Linked DNA regions of Macaca mulatta: region 1 is linked to region 2. The links are chromatin contacts, called in public Hi-C maps. All regions are on one chromosome and are shown on one strand. The core of a region is the stretch at or near the end of the contact, and the rest is flanking DNA. Distances in the headings are between cores, read along the strand shown. Region 1 holds the start of PCF11 (PCF11 cleavage and polyadenylation factor subunit). Region 2 holds the start of DDIAS (DNA damage induced apoptosis suppressor).

Region 1 (6,867 bases), core at 352-2,851, 250 kb before region 2:
TTCACTCTGCTAAAAGGAGGCTCATCCTGATAATTGCAATCACTAACAACTAGAAAAAACTAAACCGTAAGTACAAGCTTGAAAAATAAAATGTAGCACTGGGACGCTATTAAAACTCATTGTAACTAAGTTTAACAGTAACTTTACTTAAATGACATATCGCTCCCATATGAATCCACAGAAGAGGAGGACTACAGGGAAATATAAGGTGGCAGAGGACCACTTCTATCAAGGGGTAAAGAAAAACACTCCTTCGCTATCAGGGAAGGGAGAAAAAAAGAGAAAAGGAAGAGGAGGAGGGACTGAACTTTTCAGAGAAACTGCAAGTACTTGTTACCCTCTGGGCCAGTTCTCCACCTACAGGTTGGATAAGATCTCCTCCCCCCACCCAAACCCCACCCTCAACCCCACTTGCCCCTATTTTGGGACAAATTAGACCCTCCAATAGGAGAATAAAAGTTTTATCTAGCCGCCCCCACCCCAAAATGGGGCTGACGGGTGTGAGCAGCTGCCTGGCTGGCAGGGAATGGATTCTCCTCTCTTCCCTTTCGCATCATGTGCTTTTCAGGCGCCATGTTGGGCTCCTAACAGGCGGCTGCTCCACTCGGGGCCAAATCCCTATTCCCACCCACCAACAGCTCGCTCCCAGGTCCCCCTTCACCTCCTTCCAACCCACAGAACACAATTACCAAAAAGGGTGCTGGGGGAAAATGGGAGACCCACTCTCCCACTTCCCAGGGGATTAAAATGGCTTATGTTAACTCTTACTTCCCCAAACCACAAACTGCCTTTAAGTCTCCCCCACCCAAAAGGGCTCTATTCAAAGCGTGTGTGTGTCGGGATATACAATGCGGTGGCCTAAAAAGGGAGTTGGTAAGCGGAAGTGGGACTCCACCCTTTATCCTCCCCACTCCCTCCCCCCGAGAGGCCCATGCTCCAAGCCTGGGCCAAAGACCGAGCCTGAGTTGGAGGGGGGTGGGGGGTTGGAGAGAAGGAACACTGTCCCCCTTGGGATGGAAGCGAGACCTGGGATGAGGCTGACACTAAAATCAGGGAGTATTAGAAGAATAGGAGGCTGCGGGGTGTATAAAAACCTTGGCGGTTTGGGCCTCGATGAGAGAGACGATCTCCTTGGCGAAGGGCAGGTTCTCCTCGGCTAGAATGGTCAGCATATTGATGTGCGGCTTGCTATTGAAGGTCAGGTCTTCGAGCGATGACTGATAATCCCGACAGGCGTCCTCCCGGGCCCCCGCAGCACCGGCCTCGGCCGGCGTCTGCTCTGACATTGCGCCGCGGCCCCCCTCCGAGGTCCGCCGCAGCTGAAGCTGAAGCCGCTCTGGATACCCCGCCTCCCTTCCGACTCCTCTTCCTCTCCCCGGATCTCTCGCGGCTCCGGCTTCACCACATGCTGACCGCGGAGGGGGGATGGGGGACGACACAGGGGGAACCTCGGGTATGAAACGCCGCCGTCTCGCGGGTGATCTCCGTCCACTTCCAGCCGCCACAGAAGCTTCTTTCTCCACAGACACAAAATGGCGGCGGCAGTGGCGGCTCCAGCTCCGAAAATGTCTGTGTTCCCAACCGCTGCGTCGTGCGAAATGAACTAGGGGAGGGGAAATGTGCGGTAAAAGGGCGGGGCCGCTGATAAAACCAGGCGTGATTGGCTGGCCCGGTAACGTCACGAGCCCCGCCCCCGGCCCTTCCGCAGGACGTCCTGGCACCGCCTTCTTCTCCGGCCTCTACCCGGACTTTCGCAACATCTACGGCTCGGAGGTGCGCTGGAAAAGACGGCCCTTCTCATTGGCCGATTCATAAGGGACTGTTCGGTCATTTGTTACCATAACAACCCATTCAGGGAAGCCAATAGGCCTGGGGAAGGCAGTTCCCGAGGCCCAACCCAACCACTTTAAGAAGAAGGCTCAGCCGTCCCCTCTTCGTCCCTCCCTCTAGCTTCCCAGCCACTGAGCGGGCCTGTCAATCATCTTTCCTCCCGCCTGCCCCGTAGCTGCTACCGACGGTGGGGGCTGGAGGGGGCGGAGGCTTTCTGCGGCCGCACCCCCTCTCTGTTAGCGTCTCAGGTGCTCTCGAGAGCCTGGGAGGGTCCAGCTGCCGGGGCCGGTTACCCCTCTGGGAACTGGAAAGTGAGAGGGAGGTGCTGAATTTACCCGTAACCTCGAAAACCACCGCTGGAGAGTTTATTCCAGCACGCCTCTTCCCACACCCACAAAAATACCTAGGCGAGCTTGCCTGAGTTGAATCCCCAGGAAAATGCATTTTATTTAGAGGTTAAGTGTGAAAGGCTTTTTCCTTGGGGGTTTGGAGGAGCTCTTTAAGGAGCCCACTCTGAGCTCTAGGAAGAGTGTTTCTCAACAGCCACAGCCAGCCGGACCCTAATATCTCCACTGTGAATCTGCATTTCAGAACCTGCTTAGCATACACTGTTTGGGGCAAGTAGGAAGACACACACGCATACACTTTTTTTTAAACTTGTGGGGCTCTCTTCCCAGGTTGGAAATGATGCTCGCAAAACACACAAAGCTTTCAAATAAATAATTCACTATGGAGCTGCGACATAACACAAACCAAACGTAATTTTTTCATTGAGTAGTGATATTGACCTAAATATAAGCTTTTAAAATGTGTCAATTACGGGCTGGGCGCGGTGGCTCATGCCTGTAATCCCAGCACTTTGGGAGGCCGAGGCGGGCAGATCACGAGATCAAGAGCTCGAGACCATCCGGGCCAACATGGTGAAACCCCGTTTCTACTAAAAATACAAAAATTAGCTGCGCGTGGTGGCATGCGCCCGTAGTAGTAGTCCCAGCTACTCGGGAGGCAGAGGCAGGAAAACCGCTTAAACCCGGAAGGTGGAGGTGTCAGTGAGCCTAGATCTCGCCACTGCACTCCAGGCTGGTGACAGCGAGAGTCGTCTCAAAAAAAAAAAAGTGTCAATTACCTAAAATTGCTTTTCCATTGCCTTCCGTAGACTACTAGGCATTTGAGAGATAATTTGTTGCTCCCCAGAAGAAATTGCTCTTAAAAAATAAACTTAGCCGGGCATGGTGGCGGCCGCCTGTAATTCCAGCTACTTGGGAGGATGAGGCAGGATCGCTTGAACCAGGGAGGCAGAAATTGCAGTGAGCCGAGATCGAGCCACCGCACTCCAGGCTGGGCGACAGAGTAAAACTCTCTCTCAAAAAACAAACAAACTACCTTGTCCCATAGAAAGTAACATTTTCGTTTCTTCTTTTTGTTCGAGTTTTTTAGCATCTTTATTGATGTATAATTGAAACATAGTGAACTGCATAAAATGTGCTGCAAAGTTAAGTTTTGACATGTATTTTCCATTTTTTTCTTAGGGTGATATCACACATGAATGAAAAGTAAAACCTGGGGAGGAAAACTGGTCTTCCCTCATTTGAAGCTAAGGAATATTGTTGAATAAGTATTTATAATCTCAGTAATTTCACACTATTGTTAGTGGTGAAATTTAGATATACTAGACAGTTTAATAACATTCAAAGTTTTATTTTCTGGAGGGAAATGACCAGGGTGAAATAGTCCTCTGTTCATTTCCTTTTCATTTTAAAGGTGAATTTCATTATAGAACTATCTATCTTTTACAGTTTTAACTTTCTTTTAACAGCAAAGTGAACTTCTAAAAAAAAATGAAAGGCTGCAAAGCTCTGATTTGGCTTTTATTGTATCCCTCATAGACTATATACAGAGTAAACAATTAATATGTTTTAGCACATAAATCAACAAACCTATGTCCCCACAAATGACATGGAAAACTCAAGTGACTAGCAATCATTTTCAAATCATGTGCTATACTGTAACAAGAATATTTTTTCTTTAAATACTCAGGACAGGGCACAAACTAGATAACTGAAATTTTACATACAAATAAGTGTGCAAAAATTCTCTCATGGATTTTCACTGCCAGTTCTTTCGTCAGAATATGCAACTAATTTACTTTCCACCAACATTAAACCCTGGTTATTTCCTATCTCTATGCTAGGTGCAGTGGTGAACAACATAGCCCCTTGGCCATACCTTCATGAAATGTATACCTCAGTCATAATCTCATGTAGTAATGCAAAAAAGTACTACATTTGTCCAGGAGCCAGTGGTATCCCAGAACTATTTTCAATAATCAAATCCACTAATTATTGTGTTTCTGCAGAATATGAAGCATTTCCATTGTTTTCGAGGAAAATAACTATACCCTTCCCTTGGTTCAGAGTATTTACAGGAGGAGTTAATTCCTCCTTTAAAAAAACCTCTCAGCCTGGAAGTGGTAATAATTATCAAAAAATTAATTAAATTGTTAATTTAAATTTTAAAAACCTCTGTTCTATCTAATCAATAACTTTTCTTATGTAAGTTTTTGATATCATTAGAAAGATAGAAATGTGGATACTAAACACAAAAGTAGAAAGGACATAGGCCAGGTGCCATGGCTCATGCCTATAATCCCAGCACTTTGGGAGGCCCAGGAGGGCGGATCGCTTGAACTCAGGAGTTCGAGACCAACCTGGCCAACATGGCGAAACCCCGTCTTCTACCAAAAATACAAAAAATTAGCTGGGTGTGGTGTTGTATGCCTGTAATCCCAGTTACTCCTTTAAAATTTATAGACCAGGTGCTGTGGCTCATGCCTGTAATCCCAGCACTCTGGGAAGCTGAGGTGGGAGGATCACTTGGGCCCCAGAGGTTGCACTGAGTTGAGATCATGCTACTGCCCTCCAGCCTAGGCAACAGAGCCAGACTGCGTTTCAAAAAAAACAAAAAAAGGAAATAAAAATTAAAAGCCAATCCCTTTAAAATTAAATAGTTATCGAGCACTGTCAGCAGGTAGAATTTCCCCCTTTTATGTGTAAATCCAGCGTGTGTAGATAATATGCAGCAATAATATTTACCTGTTATATATTATATATGCATATACATTTATTTATTCTTGCTAGAAATATGTAGTTTACTTATATAATTTTTTTTTTTTTTTTTTTTGGAGACAGGGTCTCACTCTGTCACCCAGGCTGGAGAGTGCAGTGGCGCAATCTGGGGTCACCGCAACCTCTGCCTCGGGAGCTCAAGGGATCCTCCCACCTCAGCCTCCCAAGTAGCTGGGACCACAGGCATGCACCACTACACCTGGCTAGTTTTTTGTATTTTTGATAGAAGATGGCTTTTCAGCATGTTGTCCAGGCTGGTCTTGAACTCCTGGGCTCAAGCAATCCTCCCACCTTGGCCTCCCAAAGTGTTGGGATTACAGGAGTGAGCCACTGCTCCCTGCAACATTATTATTTACATGTTTTATAACCACAAAAGTAATGCATGCTTATTTTAAAGAATTCAAATACAAGTACACAAAGAAAAAATGAAAACTCCCTCTCTCTGCCCTTGACCATAAGGTAACCACTGCTCACAGTTTAATATCTATCCTTCCATGTCTTTTTTAATGAAAATACACATAAACACAGTATATAAAGCTTTTTTGTTTGTTTGTTTGTTTCTTTAATTTCACCATCTTTCTGACTGGGAAGTGTAAATCTTTTTATTTTTGATTTTTACAAAAACATAATACATATGTGTGTATGTATCTAATATTAATAACTTGCATTTATTTATTTATTCTTTATATTTGTTTTATGTATTTATTTATTTATTTTTGAGACGGAGTCTTGCTCTGTTGCCCAAGCTGTAGTGCAGTGGCATAATTTCGACTCACTGTAACCTCCACCTTCCAGGTTCAAGCAATTCTGCCTCAGCCTCCTGAGTAGCTGGGACTACAGGCACCCACCATCACTCCCAGCTAATTTCTGTGTTTTTAGTAGAGACTGGGTTTCACCATGTTGGCCATGTTGGTCTTGAAGAACTCCTGACCTCAGGTGATCCACCTGCCTTGGCCTCCCAAAGCACTGGGATTATAGGAGTGAGCCACAGTGCCCGCCCTAACTTGCATTTTAAACTCAGGGTGTCACAGACAGCCTTTCAGGTGCATGGACTTCCTTTAAAGAACAGTCGAGATGCTGTATAATTCAAAGCATTTGTTTTTAAAGTTTGTGGCTTAGAAAGATAGCTATAGCAAGAATCAAGCCATTCTTATATTGGCTGTAAACCAGGCTCTAAAATTGGCATGTAGTAGATATTCAATGAATATTTGTTGACTGATCCAGGCCGTGATTTCAATTTCACCTTGCTTGTCCATTGTTATCCTCCAACAGTATGAATAGACAAATGCAGCATTAGTCCAGAACCTAGGGTGGAGGTTGAACTTGGTGTTATGGAGTTTAGAGATAGTGATTATCAGGAAAGGACCCTGGCTCACAATTCAAATGCGTGATAACCAAATTCCAAAAACCAGTTCATTGTTTTAAGACTTAGAAATTATATGTTGCCAGCAATCTTTTCACTCATTTGCAGAAAAATATGATTTAGTGAACACTAGTTCTTAATTTTAAGTTTTACTCCCATATATTTATCTTAACTATTGGCATCTCCTTCCATATATAGATGAAAAAAGCAAAAGAACAAGCAGCAAATGAATACTAACCCCCAAAACATGAATTCATAACTAATTATATACATAATAATCTGCATTGTTATATATTATTATCTGGGGTCTCTCTCTAGAAATAGAGAATAAAAAGTCTAAACTAATAGAAAACTTCTAAAAATATTATTTCATAACAAATTTTATTTATAAAATATATAGCATTCTCTGGAATATATATATGTGTGTGTATGTGTGTGTGTGTGTTTATATACATGTATTTAGAGAAAGAAAGAGAATAAAAGATTTTCTTGGGAAAAAAGTTGCTTCTGTTCATTCTTTCATTTGTTCATTCAGTGCGGCCCATGCTC
Region 2 (5,959 bases), core at 668-3,167:
TTCCATACTTAGAAACCATCATTCACCTTTCCCTTATATATTCTGCCATCATCTTAATCCAAACCACCATTATCTCCTGTTTATGGTGCTGGATTAACCTCCTTATCATGATTCGGTCTCTGCCCATCTTTCCAGATTCATCTCATACAACTGTCCTTTCTGAATATATTCCAGCAATACTGGTCTTTCCTTAGATTCTTGAACATTAACATGTCAAGCTCTTTCCTGCCTCAGGACCTTTGCACAACCTGTTCACTCTGTTTAGAATGTTGTTCTTTTCCTCTCTTGCACAGTTGGATCATGCTCATCTTTTAGGCATCAACATCAACTCCTCGGAAAGGTCTTCTTAGACCAGTCTAATTCACATAGTTTCCTTGTAAATTCTCCTTAATTCTATCCATACAAGGTAAGTTCCATTAGAACAGGAATCTACCTTGTTCATCATCGGATCTCAGTACCTAGCAGTTCTTGGCACAGACCAAAGAAGCACTTAACTATCTGCAGAATAAACAAATAATTACTTGTTGCTCTGTGATCCAGTCTTGTGGGGTCAGGAAAGGGTTTCTGATTTAAAAGGCTTTGCAAACTGGGTAAGAATTAGCCAGGTCACGGACAGGGTCAGAAGACGGTTTGGGGTGAGAAAGAGGATAGTACACTTCAGGAACACAGAAGACATTCTATATGGCTGGAGCGGTGGAAAACCACTGGGGCTGAAGAGGCAGGCAAAAGTCAGACAGGAAAGAGCCTGTAAGTCATGTTAAAGAGTTTGGGCTTAAACCTGAGGGCAAATAGGAGGGACTGAAAGGTTTTCAATGGGGAGTGCCTCGGGCAATTATCTTTATCAGCCCAGCAATGTGGAGACTGGACTGGAATGTGACAAGATTGAAAGCAGGAGAACCAGCTGGGCCAGGTGGGGGTACTGCCACAGCTATGTAGCAGTCATAGGGTCGAACCAAAATAATGTCAGTAAAAAACGGAAAGACGTGAACAGATCTGAGATATTCAAGAGGCTGTTAGGGACTGGCTGGATGCGAAAAGGAAGAAAACTTTCAAGTTCTGGTTTAAGCACCTGGCTCAGTTAAAGTATGTTCCCTCTAAGCCATGATACCAGTTTGGCAGATCCCCTTTTAGCACGTACTACTCTGCACAGTGGCCCGCTGAATACGTATTTGCACATCACAGAAGCAAGAGTCGCGCCTTTTCCACTCTATCTCCGATTCTAAAAGCTCACTCGGAGTCTAGCTCGATGCCACTGAAAGCGTTCAATAAACGTTCGTTAGGTGATTGCAACTGCACTGAGTCTAAAATAAAATAACTGACGTTTATATCTTTTACCCTCATGTCCGCCCGTTTACAGAGAATAACTCGTGAAAAAACAAGTGCCGGGCTCTGGGTGGGTCTCATTCATAATGAAGTTAAGAGCCTCCTTGGGAGTCTCCGGCCCTTAGGCTTCCCCAGAACCCCTTTACCCAGCTCACCTGAGGGAGAAGACCAGTAGCGGGCCCAGGCGACACACAGTGACTCAGACCGGCCGGATCAGTAGTTCGCCGGGAGCCTTCCAATCGAATCTCCCGCGTCCTTTTCCGCCGGAAGTAACGCTTTGGCTGCGTTCACTCAGAGCCAATCAGAAGAAAGCGCCGCAGAGGGTGGCGCTTAGCCAAGAAATCCTACAAGCTTGTGGGAACGACCATTTTCGTCAAACTGCGGGTAGAGTCGGTGGATCAGTAGTACAGTCCGTAAAGTTGGTTTTGGCTGCGCTAAGCCTCCTGGGCGTAGGGATCCCCGGAAAGTGTGGAGCAAGCCTGGGCGTCCTGGGGTCTGGCGGGGTGACTGAAAGAGGGAATGGAAGCCGGATGAAGAGGGTTGAGGGAGCTTTGGAAGCCAGACCCGGCGCTGTCCTAGGGGCTAGCACTACCCAGGGGCGGAGGGGGGAAGGGGGCTTTGGCAGGAGGCAGGAGGGAGGTGGAGCGCGGAGTGGGTTTTCGGGTGCCGAAGAAGAAAGGGGGCGTTACTTGAAAGAAGGGACCGGGACCTGGCGGGATTTAGGGACGATGTGGACCCGGGGCGACCTCTGTAATGGATGGGTTGTGCAAGCAACACAGTTTTGGGGTTACCAAAGAACGGAGTATCATAGGGAGTGGTTAGGCTCCATGATGGAGGTGGGTGCAAGGAGCACAGTCTTTGGAGCTGGACCCAGCGGTCTGCGACGACGTACTCCGCTTACTGCTGAGTGATCTAGTGCAAGTTCCCGCACCTCTCTGAGCCTCCGTTTCCACATCTGTAGATGGGAATAACAATCGAATACGACGCACAAGATTGCTGTGACGATTGAGTTAGAGGAGATGATGCCTGTGCCTCCCTGCCTCCTGATATACTGGCCTGTAGTGAACCTTCAATAAATTGTCATGGAAGCTGTTATTGCCTTTATGTGGGATTTGCGGAGGGCAGGAGGTGTAGCAATGGAATTGAGGCAGCCAGGGCAGAGTTTGGCGGTGATTATAATGGTGGGGATATAGGATGACCTGAAGGACAGGTGGGCTTCGGGGGCGCTATAGATAAAGCATGGGCTACAGCGATGAGGTAGGAAGAGGCCCTAGCATGATAAAGGCAAACTTGGGATGTGACCGCAATGAAGGTGAGTGCTAAGAAGCAGACGGCACGAGAGTAAAGTGGAGTGGAGGCGGTGCCCTCGGGGATGGGGGCGGAGTGGCTGTGGTGACCTGGTTTGGGCGGTGTCTGAGGAGCTGGCTGGCTTTGGGTTTCCCCCGGGAGGAGCCGTTTTGCGGCGGGCGGAGCTGCAGACTGGGCAGGGCTTAGCCCGTGCGCTGCTGCTGGCCTCCTTTTCGCCCTCCCACCCGCACTGCAGCCGCCAGCCTGAGCCATGGGCCGCCGAGCCCTCCTGCTCCTGCTTCTGTCTTTTCTGGCGCCCTGGGCCACCAAGGCCCTCCGGCCGGCCTTAAGGGCCCTCGGCAGCCTACACTTGCCAACAAACCCCACATCCCTCCCGGCTGTAGCCAAGAACTATTCGGTTCTCTACTTCCAACAGAAGGTAAGGGGGAGTGGGGGCTTCACCGTCCCCGGCCCAACGGCCGGGAACCCTCAGAGCCCGGGCAACGGAGCCCACCTCGAAATTCACACCCCTTGATGCCTGGGATCTCTTCGGTCTTTGGCTCATGTCTTCCAGAAGGTGGTCTCAAATCCCAGTTTTGTTGAATTTTTCTCCTCCCATTACCAATAATTTGGTAGTACTTCTGGCTCCGTACTCTTGATTCAGGTTGTTCTGCAATTGGACACGGCAGTCACTTCAACTCCGCCTGCTCCCATAGGGTGCCCCAATCCGAACTCCCTTAACCTTCCCTCAAATTCAAATTATTAAATACCAGCTCTGCTACCTAGTCTGCGGTGATAGTCATCCTTTGCCCCAAGGCAGCCCTAAATACAAATTCTAGTATTTTTACCTATTAGATAATATTGGATAGTTATCCATCCTAAAAACCAGACTCTCATAAGGGGTCAGCTCAGAGCTGATTTTGTAGCCCTATTATTAAGAATTGTTGAAATCCCTATTCCCCATAAGACTGAACGTGTGTAGCCTATGGTTGTAAAAGGAGTTGTAGGAGCTTGTGGTGGGGTTGGGGATTAGCCTTTCTATGGTTTGTAACATGATTTTAGAGCTTTTTAGGCTTGATGCCTTTGTGCTTGGCTGCAGCATGAGGCATTCCCCCACAGGTCTTGATGGAAAAGTACATCCTCTGTGAAATGACGAGGATTCCTTACAGTTCAGCATTTCTGAAAGCCTGGTAAAAATAGGAAAAGATTTGGAAAGGGTTGGGATTAGAAAGAGTGCAAGGGTCTGAAGCTTGGCTTTAGGAGTCAGGTAGAACCAGATTCTACCCTGCTAGCTCTATGACCTTGGGCAGGTTACAGTACTTCTCTGAGCCTAGTTCCTTGATCTCTTGGGGTTTGTGGTGATGGTTAAGTGAGAGCAGATAACGTGTTCCTAGCAGAGTATCTGGCCTCAAGTAGGCACTCATATAATATGTGGTTATAGACCTATGTGAAATTTTGTTGTTGTTGATTGTATAGAGACAAGGCTCACTATGTTGCCCAGGCTAGTCTTAAACTTGTGGACTCAATAATCCTTCTGCATCAGCCTCCCAAAGTGTTGGGATTACAGGCTTGAGCCACTGAGCCCAGCCCTTATATGAATTTTGAATGGGAATTTGTGGTAGAGGGATGTCATAGACTTCCAGAATAACTTAGAAATAATTTAAATTTTTTTTTTTTATTTTTAAAAATAGAGATGGGGTTTTGCCATGTTGCCTAGGCTGGTCTTGAACTCCTGGGCTCAAGCGATGTCCCAAAGGGCTGGGATTGCAGGCGTGTGCCACTGTGTGCAGCCAAGAAACAATTTTTAACTCAGACATTTGAGTTCAAGTTTATGAGGAAGATAAAACATTTTAATTTTACCAGGGATACCAGGAAATAGTCTTTTTTCTCAGGCAACTCCCTTAAATTAATTCTCTAGGCATAATTCCCTCATTTGTAAATTGGGAGGGTTGGGACAAAGACCAATGTGTTTCACACTTTACTGAGGAAAATTAAGGGCTCTTTGGGGAGCTGTTTCAGAGGGAAAGTGGATGAAGCCTGAAGTGGAGGCCAAATTAGGTGCTCCAATACCCCTCTCTTGGATCTCTTTCAGCTTTTATCTGTTTTATATGCTGGGATTTTATATACAACTATTTGCAGAGCTCAACTGCTAAAGTAAAATGGGGAGAGGACTATTGGAATGGAAGATCTCTAAAATCCCATTGGGATCGATGAAAAAGAGAACTATCAGCAGAAAAGGAGAGAGTGAAAGAGTGAAAGAGTGGAAGGGAACAAATTATTTGTTAGTACCTTAGTTCCTACTTTATGTTCCTTTATTGTAGATTCCTTTCTTGGCCACTACACTCCTTAGAAATACAATTCAAACACCTTGGCATGGGAATCCATTGTTCCTTACTATGAAACCCTAGCTGGTCATTCCAACTTCTGCCATAATCCTCCATCCCAGCTCCTACTTTTAGCAACCTAACAGACTCAGATGACTTTTACTGTGTCAGAAATTCTGCCTGGAATAACATCCCTCTTCTCCACTATTTAAACTCATACTTCTATTCCTGCAGAAATGTCACCTCTTCTGTGAATCTGACTTTTTTAAGGCAATTTAGTTGGTCTTTTTTCATCCTGCTCATTTCTATATTGTACGTGTCCCTCTAGCTAGTTAGTACTCTACAATACCTAGAAGAGCCTATAAAAAAGTATAAAGCACAAAATAGCTGTTGAGAGAGTGAATGCATGATTATCCAAAAAGAACCTAAACAAAGGCTACCATCATTTAATTGTCACAAATCATTTTTTATTTTTCTTTTTATCTTTTACTTTAGTTCTTTATTAATTATTTTTTCCTCCTTTTTCAAAGCCTTCAAATATTGATTTAGGTAGGAATATTTGATTTCTTTTACCTGAAATAACTGAATTAGGAGACCAGAGAAAGGATAGTACATCACTTGGGCACATCAAGGCTCTGGGTACATGTGTAGTATGTGTGGTATCAGTGTCATAAAGGGCTCTCTGGAATGTGTGGCTTGTGGTTACAGTGTTGCATGCTTATTACCGTGTACCTCCCACCTGAGCCCCTCAGGCTAGAATGTGAGTCCCGAATCACACATTTTAGTGTGTGATATAGTCAAGAGGGAGAATGGGTCCTTGTCAGGCCATCATTTTTCTCAGTGGTAAAATTGGGAGCAATATCTATTATATTGTCAGGGTGTGTGTCTGTGTGTTTCTCTCTCTACAAGAGAGATTTTTATTAAGGAATTGGCTCATGCAGTTGTGGAGGCTTAGTAAGTCCAAAATCTTCAGGGAAGGTTGGTAGGCTGGAAACCTAGGAGAGAGTTTGCAGTTTGGATGCACA

The links. A called contact is a pair of places that touch in the nucleus more often than the background predicts.
Region 1: a Hi-C map of CD4 T cells shows a contact between it and region 2, with 5 times the contacts expected there. The contact joins the promoter of PCF11 here to the promoter of DDIAS in region 2. A contact is called at or near these places in 4 of 14 Hi-C or Micro-C datasets (CD4 T cells, blood, fetal cortex germinal zone and 1 more).

The regions. Positions count from the first base shown.
Region 1 is chr14:83,679,233-83,686,099 of T2T-MMU8v2.0, reverse strand. It overlaps PCF11 (PCF11 cleavage and polyadenylation factor subunit), which reads right to left and starts at 1,601. Exons shown (of 16, transcript XM_028833877.2): 1 at 1,095-1,601. The coding sequence starts at 1,286.
Region 2 is chr14:83,435,371-83,441,329 of T2T-MMU8v2.0, reverse strand. It overlaps DDIAS (DNA damage induced apoptosis suppressor), which reads right to left and starts at 1,917. Exons shown (of 5, transcript XM_015115343.3): 1 at 1,479-1,917. PRCP (prolylcarboxypeptidase) reads left to right here and starts at 2,856. Exons shown (of 9, transcript NM_001261249.1): 1 at 2,856-3,049. The coding sequence starts at 2,882.